3 separate regions of the Mus musculus genome follow, and regions 1 and 2 are each linked to region 3. The links are chromatin contacts, called in public Hi-C and HiChIP or PLAC-seq maps. All regions are on one chromosome and are shown on one strand. Each heading gives the region's core, a stretch centred on a gene start, on an enhancer-like site or on the middle of the called end of the contact. The rest is flanking DNA. Distances are from core to core; before and after follow the strand shown. Region 1 has its middle 53 kb from the start of Ptgfrn. Region 2 has its middle 21 kb from the start of Gm40112. Region 3 has its middle 22 kb from the start of Gm33381.

What was found. A called contact is a pair of places that touch in the nucleus more often than the background predicts. HiChIP or PLAC-seq counts read pairs in DNA pulled down with a chosen protein or histone mark.
Region 1: a contact with region 3 is called in a Hi-C map of cortical neurons, with 2.5 times the contacts expected there. The contact joins two enhancer-like sites. A contact is called at or near these places in 2 of 484 Hi-C or Micro-C datasets (cerebral cortex and cortical neurons).
Region 2: an H3K27ac HiChIP or PLAC-seq map of extraembryonic endoderm stem cells shows a contact between it and region 3, with 4 times the contacts expected there. The contact joins two enhancer-like sites. A contact is called at or near these places in 2 of 115 datasets of contacts at active chromatin or transcription factors (extraembryonic endoderm stem cells and pancreatic cancer cells).

The regions. Positions count from the first base shown.
Region 1 is chr3:101,161,206-101,164,310 of GRCm38.p6, forward strand. No RefSeq gene overlaps it. Among named protein-coding and RNA genes, the nearest start is that of Ptgfrn, 53 kb to the left of the region's middle. Within about 2 kb of position 1,791, at least 109 of the 459 cell types and tissues checked have an H3K27ac peak or open chromatin away from gene starts, as enhancers often do. A contact at or near this core is called in cerebral cortex and cortical neurons, where this site is marked.
Region 2 is chr3:102,671,514-102,674,808 of GRCm38.p6, forward strand. No RefSeq gene overlaps it. Among named protein-coding and RNA genes, the nearest start is that of Gm40112, 21 kb to the right of the region's middle. Within about 2 kb of position 1,843, at least 4 of the 459 cell types and tissues checked have an H3K27ac peak or open chromatin away from gene starts, as enhancers often do. A contact at or near this core is called in extraembryonic endoderm stem cells, where this site is marked.
Region 3 is chr3:101,804,816-101,807,944 of GRCm38.p6, forward strand. No RefSeq gene overlaps it. Among named protein-coding and RNA genes, the nearest start is that of Gm33381, 22 kb to the right of the region's middle. Within about 2 kb of position 1,561, at least 126 of the 459 cell types and tissues checked have an H3K27ac peak or open chromatin away from gene starts, as enhancers often do. A contact at or near this core is called in cerebral cortex, cortical neurons and extraembryonic endoderm stem cells, where this site is marked.

The DNA.
Region 1 (3,105 bases), core at 541-3,040, 640 kb before region 3:
CAGAACCCTACCTTAAAAAAAAAGTCAGGAAGATTCACACAAAGACCCTTCACTAAAACATGCATGAGAACTGAGCTAACACCACGACCCAAGAAGGTAGGCAAAATCAGAGTCCTGTCAGGATGACTCAGAGAACTGCATCCATCACTTACCATGTACTGGGAGGGGCCGCCAGGCCCACTGCCTAGAGATTTTATTCATATATTTTATTCTCCTTTCTTGGAAAACCTACAAAAATCACCTCGTAACTCAGGATATTAGAGAATCCATTAGTTCTGGGGTTAAGATCCTAAGGGAAACTAAATACTAACAAATACTCCTGTTGACTGACACCCTCAGACACTCAAATTGCTTAAACCAGCTCCTAATTGGGAACAGCTGGCAGAAGAGAGCAAAGCCTGTGGCCAGACCTGGAATCTGGTTGCAAATCTGGTCCCTAGAAAGAAACCAGTCTCCATTAAGGGTTAAAATGTGGGAGGTCAAGAGAGCGGTCCTCTGGTCCTCCGGAGCAGCAATGGAGGGTGGCTAAGTGAACCGGAGAACAAAGAGCGTTCACATCCCAGCTGTAGCCCCTTGCTCAGCCTGGGACTGAGACTGAGAAGCGACTGAGTGGACGGGGAGGGGCCTGAGCGGCAGCAGGATCTCACTAGACATTATCTTTCCAGAGCTGGGATCACTAATCCTGATGTGTCCAGCCAAATAACTTTCCCCGGAGTTATTCCCGCTCCGCTAGGAAGCGCAGATCTCCAAACCTATAGGGTGGAGGGAGGCTACCGATTTTAACCTGGCCTGTGTCATCCAGTGTCCCTCCAGATTCACAGTGTCCTGCACTCTGCTAAGCCGCCCAGCCTCTGGGCTGTGTGCCCTGACCCTGCTGTGGTCTGAGCCAGAGCCATAGCTCTGCTCTTGGAAAGCTGTGCGCAAGGCCCGCCCTCTAGGCCTTGGCATTGGGTCTGAAGCCCAGACTGGGAACGGGAGAAGCCAAGGAAAGGTCTCAGGTGTGTAGACCATCCCGCCGCAGAGTCAACTGTCAGCGGTGGTCATTAGTGACTGGTGAGCTGGATGCTGGTGGCAGTCCCACTGGGTAGTTTTCAATGGTGTGACCTTGGCTCTGCACTTTGGTGCCAAATCCTTTGGTTCGTGCCTGTTCACCGAGCCAAATTTCCCAGGCTTCCTGGCGATTCTGTGAACTACTTGAGTGCTCTCCAATAATTTTTCCTTTTTTTTTTTCTACCTAAGAGTCGATTTGTAATGTTGGAAATCAAGAACCCTGCCTGGTACAGCATCTGTCCCTGCAAGACTCAGGAAACCAGGGACATGCGGGCTGGTGTGTGTGTGTGTGTGTGTGCGTGTGTGTGTGTGAGAGAGAGAGAGAGAGAGAGAGAGAGAGAGAGAGAGAGAGAACAGGAGAAGCAGAGTGACAGAACTAGACATCTGGAAAGGAAAGGCAGTATGGAAATTCAGGGAGAGGGAGGGAAGGGAAGGGGAAAGGCTAGAAGGGTTGGCGGGTGAGGGACAGCAGCCAGGAAGGGGTCGTGCACGTTGTTAATGCTTGTAATAAGAGCCTTAGAGGAAACTGCCCCAGTGGCCTCCCTAAGGTATTTTTGCATTGCTATTTCTGTCAGACAACGTGGTTTAAATTGTTTCTCGGCACTGTTTTAGGAACAACAGTTCCTTGATTCAGTCTTGCTTCTGGAGATGAACCCGGGCGTTGGCTTTAACATTATACATTGATCAAGCATGCAGCGTGCCGGGGAGTGTACAGATATATGGGCATGCATATGCATGGCGTGCTATAGTATGATAAATACATGCATGAGAAAAATCAGGTCTGGGGCTAGTTATGTGGGAGGGGAACCTTTATGTAGCACGCTTATTTAATATCTCAAAGGGGAAACATTACTTATTATGCCATATCAGCGTATCATTCGTCTTATGGGTAGACAGAATGAAGAATCTTCGACAATTAATAGAAATTGCAGGAAAAATTATGATTAACTGCCATCTGCTGGCTTCTGTGTATTTTATTTTCATGCAGCTTCTAGCCTGCCCTCGTAATTATCGGTGTCTGTCTTTCCCGTCCTTAACTGGTTCTGTTAACCAGTGCTGCCCTTGTGGGTACGGGGTGGGGCGGAGGGTGTACGTGCAAGAGGATGAAGCTAACTCAAATACACCAATCCGTCTTCTTCTAAGTTCCAATTTGAGAGAGCAGGCTACAGCTTATTTTAGAATTCTGTTTTCGTAGCAGATTGAGCAAGCAGTGTATGCTTAGCGAGTGTATAGTAGGGGGCAGGCAGTGCTTTGAAAGTGACTTCTCTCTCTCATCCTCTCATCTCTGAGGACCATAGGGTTTGCATCTCAAAAGCTCTGTCCGGCTTCTGGCAGGTGAGGCCTTTCAGAGTCTCATTCAGATGACATTGTAGCCAGGGAGAGCCTGTTGCAGCGCCAAACCTGATGGGGAAGGGAAGCAGATTCCAGCAGAGCGTATTTGACCCTTTGCCCCAAAGCCCCTACTAGAAGTGCTCAGCAGGAAATAGATCTTCTCTGTTAGTAAATGAGGGTGACTTTTGTTTACGCGGTGAGTCCAGGCATAGGCCATCCCCCCATCACTCCCCAAGTAGACCAGAGAGTTGGTGATTTATCTGGGTGACTCACACTCCACGTCTGGTTTGAACTAATCAGATTGATGTTCCAGAGTTTCCAAGTCAGTACAAGTCATTGTGGTTGGCCATTACAACTTTAAAAATGTATCTATTTGTGTGGGGGTGGAATTTGTACACAGTATGCCTAGGTGTGGAGGCCAAAAGTAACAATGCTGGCTTGGAGCTGCTACAGGCTCTGAGGCTACAGTGTCTGAATGAGACATGGAATACCTCACCTGTCAGAAGCCAGACAGAGCATTTGAGATGCAAACACTATTGGTCCTTTTGGTGTGGGTGGGAGTAGGGTTAGGATTTCCCCCTGAGCCTGAGGCTCAGCAGTTCAGCAGTAGGCTGGCTGGCCAGTGAGCTTTAGGATCCATTTGTCTCCATCCTGCTCCGGCCCCCACCCCTTTTGTTCTGGGGTTAAGGACACAAAGCCACCATAAGGCTTTTACGTGGGTGC
Region 2 (3,295 bases), core at 593-3,092, 870 kb after region 3:
ATCAGGAGGAAATGGCAGACTGCTGGAGGTCAATAGCCAGACATTTCACTCTAGATCTTTGTTCTGTTTGCATCTCCTTCCCAAACCTGGTGCAGAGAAGTCCTTTGTGGGCAGTGCCATGTCTTATGCTCCTTCATGCCCCAGCCCCGCCCAGAATGCCTGAGGTGGTGTGAGCACAGAGTGAGTGCCATTTCGAAGAATGAGTAAACAAACTATAGGTAGGGTGGTAGCAGTGTAAATCTCTTAGAAACAAAAGGCACATTCAACAGATATTTTCTGAAGTATACCTGAAGTATTTGGTTTCTGGCAAAGGAGAAAATTAAAGTTTATCTAAAGGACAGCTCAGAATGTCTTTGAGCTTTTTGTTAACTAAGGACAGTGAGCAGTTTGAGAAAGGCAATGGTGGGGTAGGAACACAGAGACTCTGTGGCCAGGGTCCTGAAGTCCAGGCCGACTGGAATCTGTTCCTGAAGTTCCATGTCTGATGGTGTTGCTGCCCAATCCTCCACAGGGACAGGTAAGCCCACATGCAACTTCCGCCATTTTCAACATGGGCTGGAAACTTCAATCCCAGTGAAAGAAGTACCCTCCACTCCCCAATAAATACAATAAATAAAAATGGTGTTCAAAGATCCCTGCTTCATTCTCTCCAAAAACAAAAGAAAAGATGGGAGCAGGAGGGACAGAGCTAAGCCTCTGCTCTTTGATCTTTGAAGATGTCAGCTCACTACAAAGAATAACAACACAGCTCTGGCAGAAACCCCAGGGGCCTGCGCAGAATTCTTCCCATCAATGCTCCTCAGGTCTCTCAGGTTGGAAACACTGGGCTGGAGGCACAGGGCAAAGCCTTTACAGGGCTCACTTGGTGCCTGGAAGGAGCCCTATAAAGACAGTTAAAAGGACGACTTTAGGGCTGTGGCTACTTCTGCCATACTAGATTTTTGTCTGCAAGTGTGTGTGTGTGTGTGTGTGTGTGTGTGTGTGTGTGTGTGTGCATTTTTTTAACTGCTCAGCACTGACATAATTCTGGGACTCCAGGTACACCCAGATGGCACCTCCATTGAAAGAAGCACTGTTACCTTATCCCATAGGTCCTGTTGAGTCAGATGGGCCAACACTGAAAGATCTAAAAATGCGCACTTTCTACTGTATCTACAGACACAATTCTGGAAGTCTGAAAAACAAGGTGTTGCCTTAACAAAACCTAAACTGCAGGAGTAGAGTTGGAACCAGTCCCCGGGTAGAACTTGAATGACTGTAAGAACTTTAAGGAAGAGACAAAGCAAACTTGGACTTCACGGCTCAGCTGATCAGTAAAGTCCGACTGCTCAGGGGGACAGTGAGTTCTTGGGAAGTGAGCATCGCCTTGCTGGGATTGTGAAGAGAAGAATCTCTCTATGTCACAGAAGAACTTGGCCAACATTGTCCCCTGCAATGTATCTAATGGACTAGCTAATTTACCTAAGACACTCTCCAGAAGTCTTTGAGGTACCACCTGGAAGAAAGAGGAGCTGAGAAAGACAGGGTTGGTCTGGGTTTTAAGGTTCTGAGATAAATAATACATTTATATATTTCCAACTGAGAACCCTAGAGCACAATGATCCAAGGGGGAGCCAGGCCAGGCTGTCACCTCCTCTGTTAAAGATCTCAGAAAGGTAGAGAAAGAGGTGGTTCTCGGCATCAACTCAGAAAGGTCTGCATGCTCAGACTCTATTATTGAGTTTAAAGATCTCTGATGCCACATCTAAAAGAATAAAATGATAAGAGCTTTAAAAGGTCATTGTCTCTCAACCATTGTCAGACTGCTGTTATCATCAGACTGCTGACAATGGTCAGCAAATGTGACAGACAGTACAAAAGGAGCAGAGACCTTTAAAATCCCAAACTCCTACAAGCAGAAACAGGCTAGAAAACCAAAACCTTTCAATGCAAACACGTGACACCTTCCCTAAAAGAGAGAGGATGCTTCAGACAGGGTAAGAACTTCAGGGGATATCTCTGGGTGGGGGTGGGCTGATTTCTGAACAAGCAATTACATTTGCCTGGCTGGGTTTCAGAATCTGTGAGCCAATGAGTTTACATAAGCCCGGGTCTCTATCTTTTGAAACAGAAGTATCTATTTTAGTGATCTTGCATCTACGTCTCTGCTGCACAGGTGTCCAAGGACAGATAACTTAGTTTCATGGTCCACAAACTGAGAAGAGTCATACTTACAGCTGGGCTGGAGAAATGATGACTGAAACTGCGGAGCTGGTTTGAAGGAAAGATTCTGAACTGTGAGCCGATGTTATAATGGAATGACATCTTTCAGGGATTGGGGTGGTATTGTGCATGGGTACAGAATGTGAATTATTAATAAGTGAAAGATATACCATGCTACCCACGTTCCAGAATGTTCCAGAATGACTCCAACTTCCCGGCTTACACATCCTTGTATAGACGGCTCCCCTACTGTTTTTAGGTTTGTCTGTGAGACAATAGGGTCCGATAGACATAACAATGTGTCACTCTGATTTGGAAACTATGCTGCTGCGCTGTGGTTTCTCCCTTCTCAGATCTCCCATTCAGGAAATGTGGCTATCATGTCTTGTGCCACCTTCCAGGCATGCCTCCTTAAGGTGTAGAAGGCCCAGCCATGGCCACCCAGTGACCATGAAGAAAACTCCCCACCCCCAGTTAAGCCATAAACATGGACACATAGATCAAAGCAGTAAGTGGAAACAAAAAAAAAAAAAAACCCAAGCCTGTGTCATATGATCCGTTGGTGTTTTGCCAGCACATCAAAGCTGTCATGTGAGGAAGAGAAAATCTAACGGAGAGACTGGAAAAGGTGCCTATGGAAAGAAAACCAACCCCATAATTAAAGTTAATTATAGGTGGATCATATACCTAAATATGAAAAATAAAACTCTAAAGCATCTAAAAGACACTAGAAGATCTTTGCAATCTACACATGCAGCAGTGTCTCCATCTAAGACAAAAAATGAAGAGTTTTAATAAATCCCAAAACCTGTGTAACAAGTAGGACCTGAGGGTCCCCTGGAGGAAGGACTAGACTGGCTACCAACCCTGAAACTAAGTCTCCTGATTTCTGAAAGATACTTCTAGGCATTTCTCCAAGCGATTTTCATTTGAAGATGTGTGTCCATGCAAGATTTGTACAAAAATACAAAAAAGAAGCCCAAAACAAGTATCTTGTCAACAAGAAAAACACAGATGTGATGCACCCATACAATTAAATACGATTCAGCAATAAAAAAAAATTTTTTGTAAACTTCTGGTGTACACACATTGT
Region 3 (3,129 bases), core at 311-2,810:
TCATTTTGTCGTGTATGGAGTCTCATTATGTAGACGAGACTGGCCATGAATTCATAGAGACCCAGCTGCCTTTGCCTCCTGAATGCTGAGATTAATTGTGTGCACCTCTACCCCCCAGCTAGGGCGATTTTGGAGGTAGCCTGCAGGATTCCAACCTGCAGAATGCTGGCCTGGCAAGGGACTGGGAGGCTCCTTCCTTCACTAAGGACAAAAGGAGGATTGGGACCGTCTAAGCTGGGGATGGGGTGGTGGTGGCCGGTGTCCTATGACTTGCTGGATCAGGTAGACATTTTGTCTCCCATGGTTCTTAGAAAAGGCCGTTGAATGTCTGACGATTTGAGATTCCATGGTTTTGTCAGCCCTTCTGTTTGAACAGAAAGCTCCCTAATCCATGCCCCTCTCCACATTCACGCATAACTGGTTAACAAGTCATACCCGAAAATACGAGCCTCCCCTTCGGTGCACGATGCTGGTAGATTGGATTTTATTGTTGCCATCCTTGGGATATTCTTGTTTGCTAGGGTCTCCACGAGACACAAAGCTATAGATCAATCCCCTGCCCTGTACTCCCAGTCTTAATGTTATACACTGTTATTGAGGAACTATGGCTTCAGAGGTGAAGGGCTGGAAGAAAACCAAGTCTTTCTGGACCCTCAAATTCCTTTCTTCCTGGCCTAAGGGGCATTGTTCGGATCATAAATTGCAGGCCTTTTAAGAAAAGCAAACAAAGGCTAACTGCATTGCAAAGGTCACCGGGCCCGTGGAGAGAGCGCGTGATTAGCTTCTGAAACAGAAGGCTTTGAGGACTTTACAGGGTTCAAAGGTGCGACCAGAAATTTTCAGTCCAGGGCAAATCCTAAGAAGTCTTCCTCCCCCATCTGTCACCTCAAGAGCTCCGCCCATCTACCTTCTGGGAGGACCCGCTGCTGCGGACAGGGCTGACAGGGCGGGTCAAGCAAGGGCAGGAACATGCCCCACCCCCTCCCCTCAGACCAAGCCAGGAACAGGGGAGGTTTCCACTTGGAAAGCCATCCTGGTCGGCTTCTCCACGTGCCTCTCTGTCACCTGCACTGTGAATGACTAGTGATGACTTATACGCATGCCCAGGCGGTGACCTTGGATTTTTTTTTTTTTTTTTTTTTTTTGGTCTGTGATTCTCAAATGTTTATGAATAAATTGATAATGCCTACCCTGGTTCAAAGGATGGTTGGAGGGATGAAATGAGATAAAGCACAAAGAACAGGAAATGTACAGAACACATATCCGTGGATTTTAGGGGCCTGAACTGTTCTTTTCTGGAACATTCTCACCCTCCACCCATCTGTTGTCTTTGTGCCGAGCTGGGTGGGGGACGCTTGCACTGGGTGGGGGACACACGCTGTGTGTCCAGGGTGGACTGTACTGTGACTGTCCCCATGGAGTCAACACTCCCCTTTGCCAGCCTCATCCAGAGCATGGAGAGCCTGTGGGTCAGGATAGCCTGTCTGCGGTGGGAGAGGGCCACAGTGTGGCGAACTGCTCTCCTCCGCTGCCATTGGCCACGGTCAGCAGCCAGCCAGAGAGAAGCCGCGAGCGCCCCCTGACGTCTTCACCGCACAGCACAGGCGGGGCTGCCACAGCCAAGCAGCAGATCTCAGTCAGCCAGCAGAGATCGCCAAGTGTGCCCTGCGCATCTCCTGCTGGTCTGCTGTAGGTCTTTACTCCGTTTGGAACACCTGTCCTGGTCATAAAGGACAGGTTTCACATATGTGAATCCTACATAGAGAGACCCAAGGGCAGAGGACATTTTTGATGACCATTACCACGGAGACAAAAGGAGAATATTCTAGAAGGAGGCAAAAGAGGAAAGGGCAAAATAAGAGAAGACTATGGGGCTTGGGGTGAAGAAGAAAAGGAGTCCAGACCCTTTGGGCCCATGGCTCACTAAGTGAGTTCTCCATCCATGGTTGCCTCTTGGGCCTGAAACCACAGGTTAGGTTTTGTTTCGAGCCGCCCTAATGTTGACTGCCCCACAGAATATTCCCATCCCCCTCCAGGTGGGGAGGAGAGTCTACAACTCTGACCAAGTTTGGGCTGTCTTTGGGAGATGTGATTTGCTCAATTACGGCACAGTTCCCTGACACTCGGCACTGATCTCTCATTCCTTTGTATCCAAGCACCCCGGGTTGGGTCCTGACAGGAGAGTCATGAGCTACGAGGACTTAAAAGCTAAAGCTGGCAAAGGAAAGTGACTCCCTCTCAGAGCAAAGCTGTTGAATGAGAGGAAATGAATGGTCTAGACTCAGAAACAAAGCAATGGGGAGGGAGGGCTTCTGCCAAGACCACTGCTATTTGTTCCCAGGCTTGGCAGGAAGGGAGAAAGCCTGAAAGCTTTGCTGACAAGCATTGTTTACAAGCAGAGAGAGTGTGTGTTGTCCACACAGCCCTCGAAGTGCACCTTGGATCCCAGTCAGGATAGCAGACACCAGCTGTAGGGAGCTGCGATGCAGGCCCATCAGTGTGCCTTCTCAGGTCTGCTCTATCAGGCTGCACAGAGAGAGGAGGCAGGCACTTCTCAGAGACAGGCTTCTGGAGCCAGAGGTCCTTTTCCTTTCTCACTGTGATTTTTCAACATCTCAAAATTGCTTTATGAAGAGCCTCTTCTGAGCCTTGCAAAACTTGAGATCAAGTCCAGTTCCCCTGCCTCAACGCAGCAAATGCATGAAAACCCATCTTCCTTCCTCCCATCCATCCATCCATCCATTCATCCATCCATCCATCTATCCAAGTCTGCATTTATCAAGCATCCATGAAGCATCTGCTCTGCACAAGTCATAGTTCTGGGTGCAGAATTCAGAAGTGAACAACTGAAACAAGCCTCATCTGAGTGGAGTTATTTTCCAATAGGAAAACAAGCCAACCAGATAGGGACAGTAACAGGGTGGTGGGGAGCTCGCCGAGTTAAGCTGGTCTGGGAGGACTGAGCCATGTTGACATATGGCACGGAAGGCTTGTGAGCCAAGGGACAAATAGGTGCAAGGTGTGCAGAAATGTACTTGGTCTATTCAAAACAAAGCAAAGTGAGCCAGTGTGGGTGAACAGCTCGCAGGAGACTGACGGCAGGCGCCAGACCTGTGTGGGCCTTGCAGG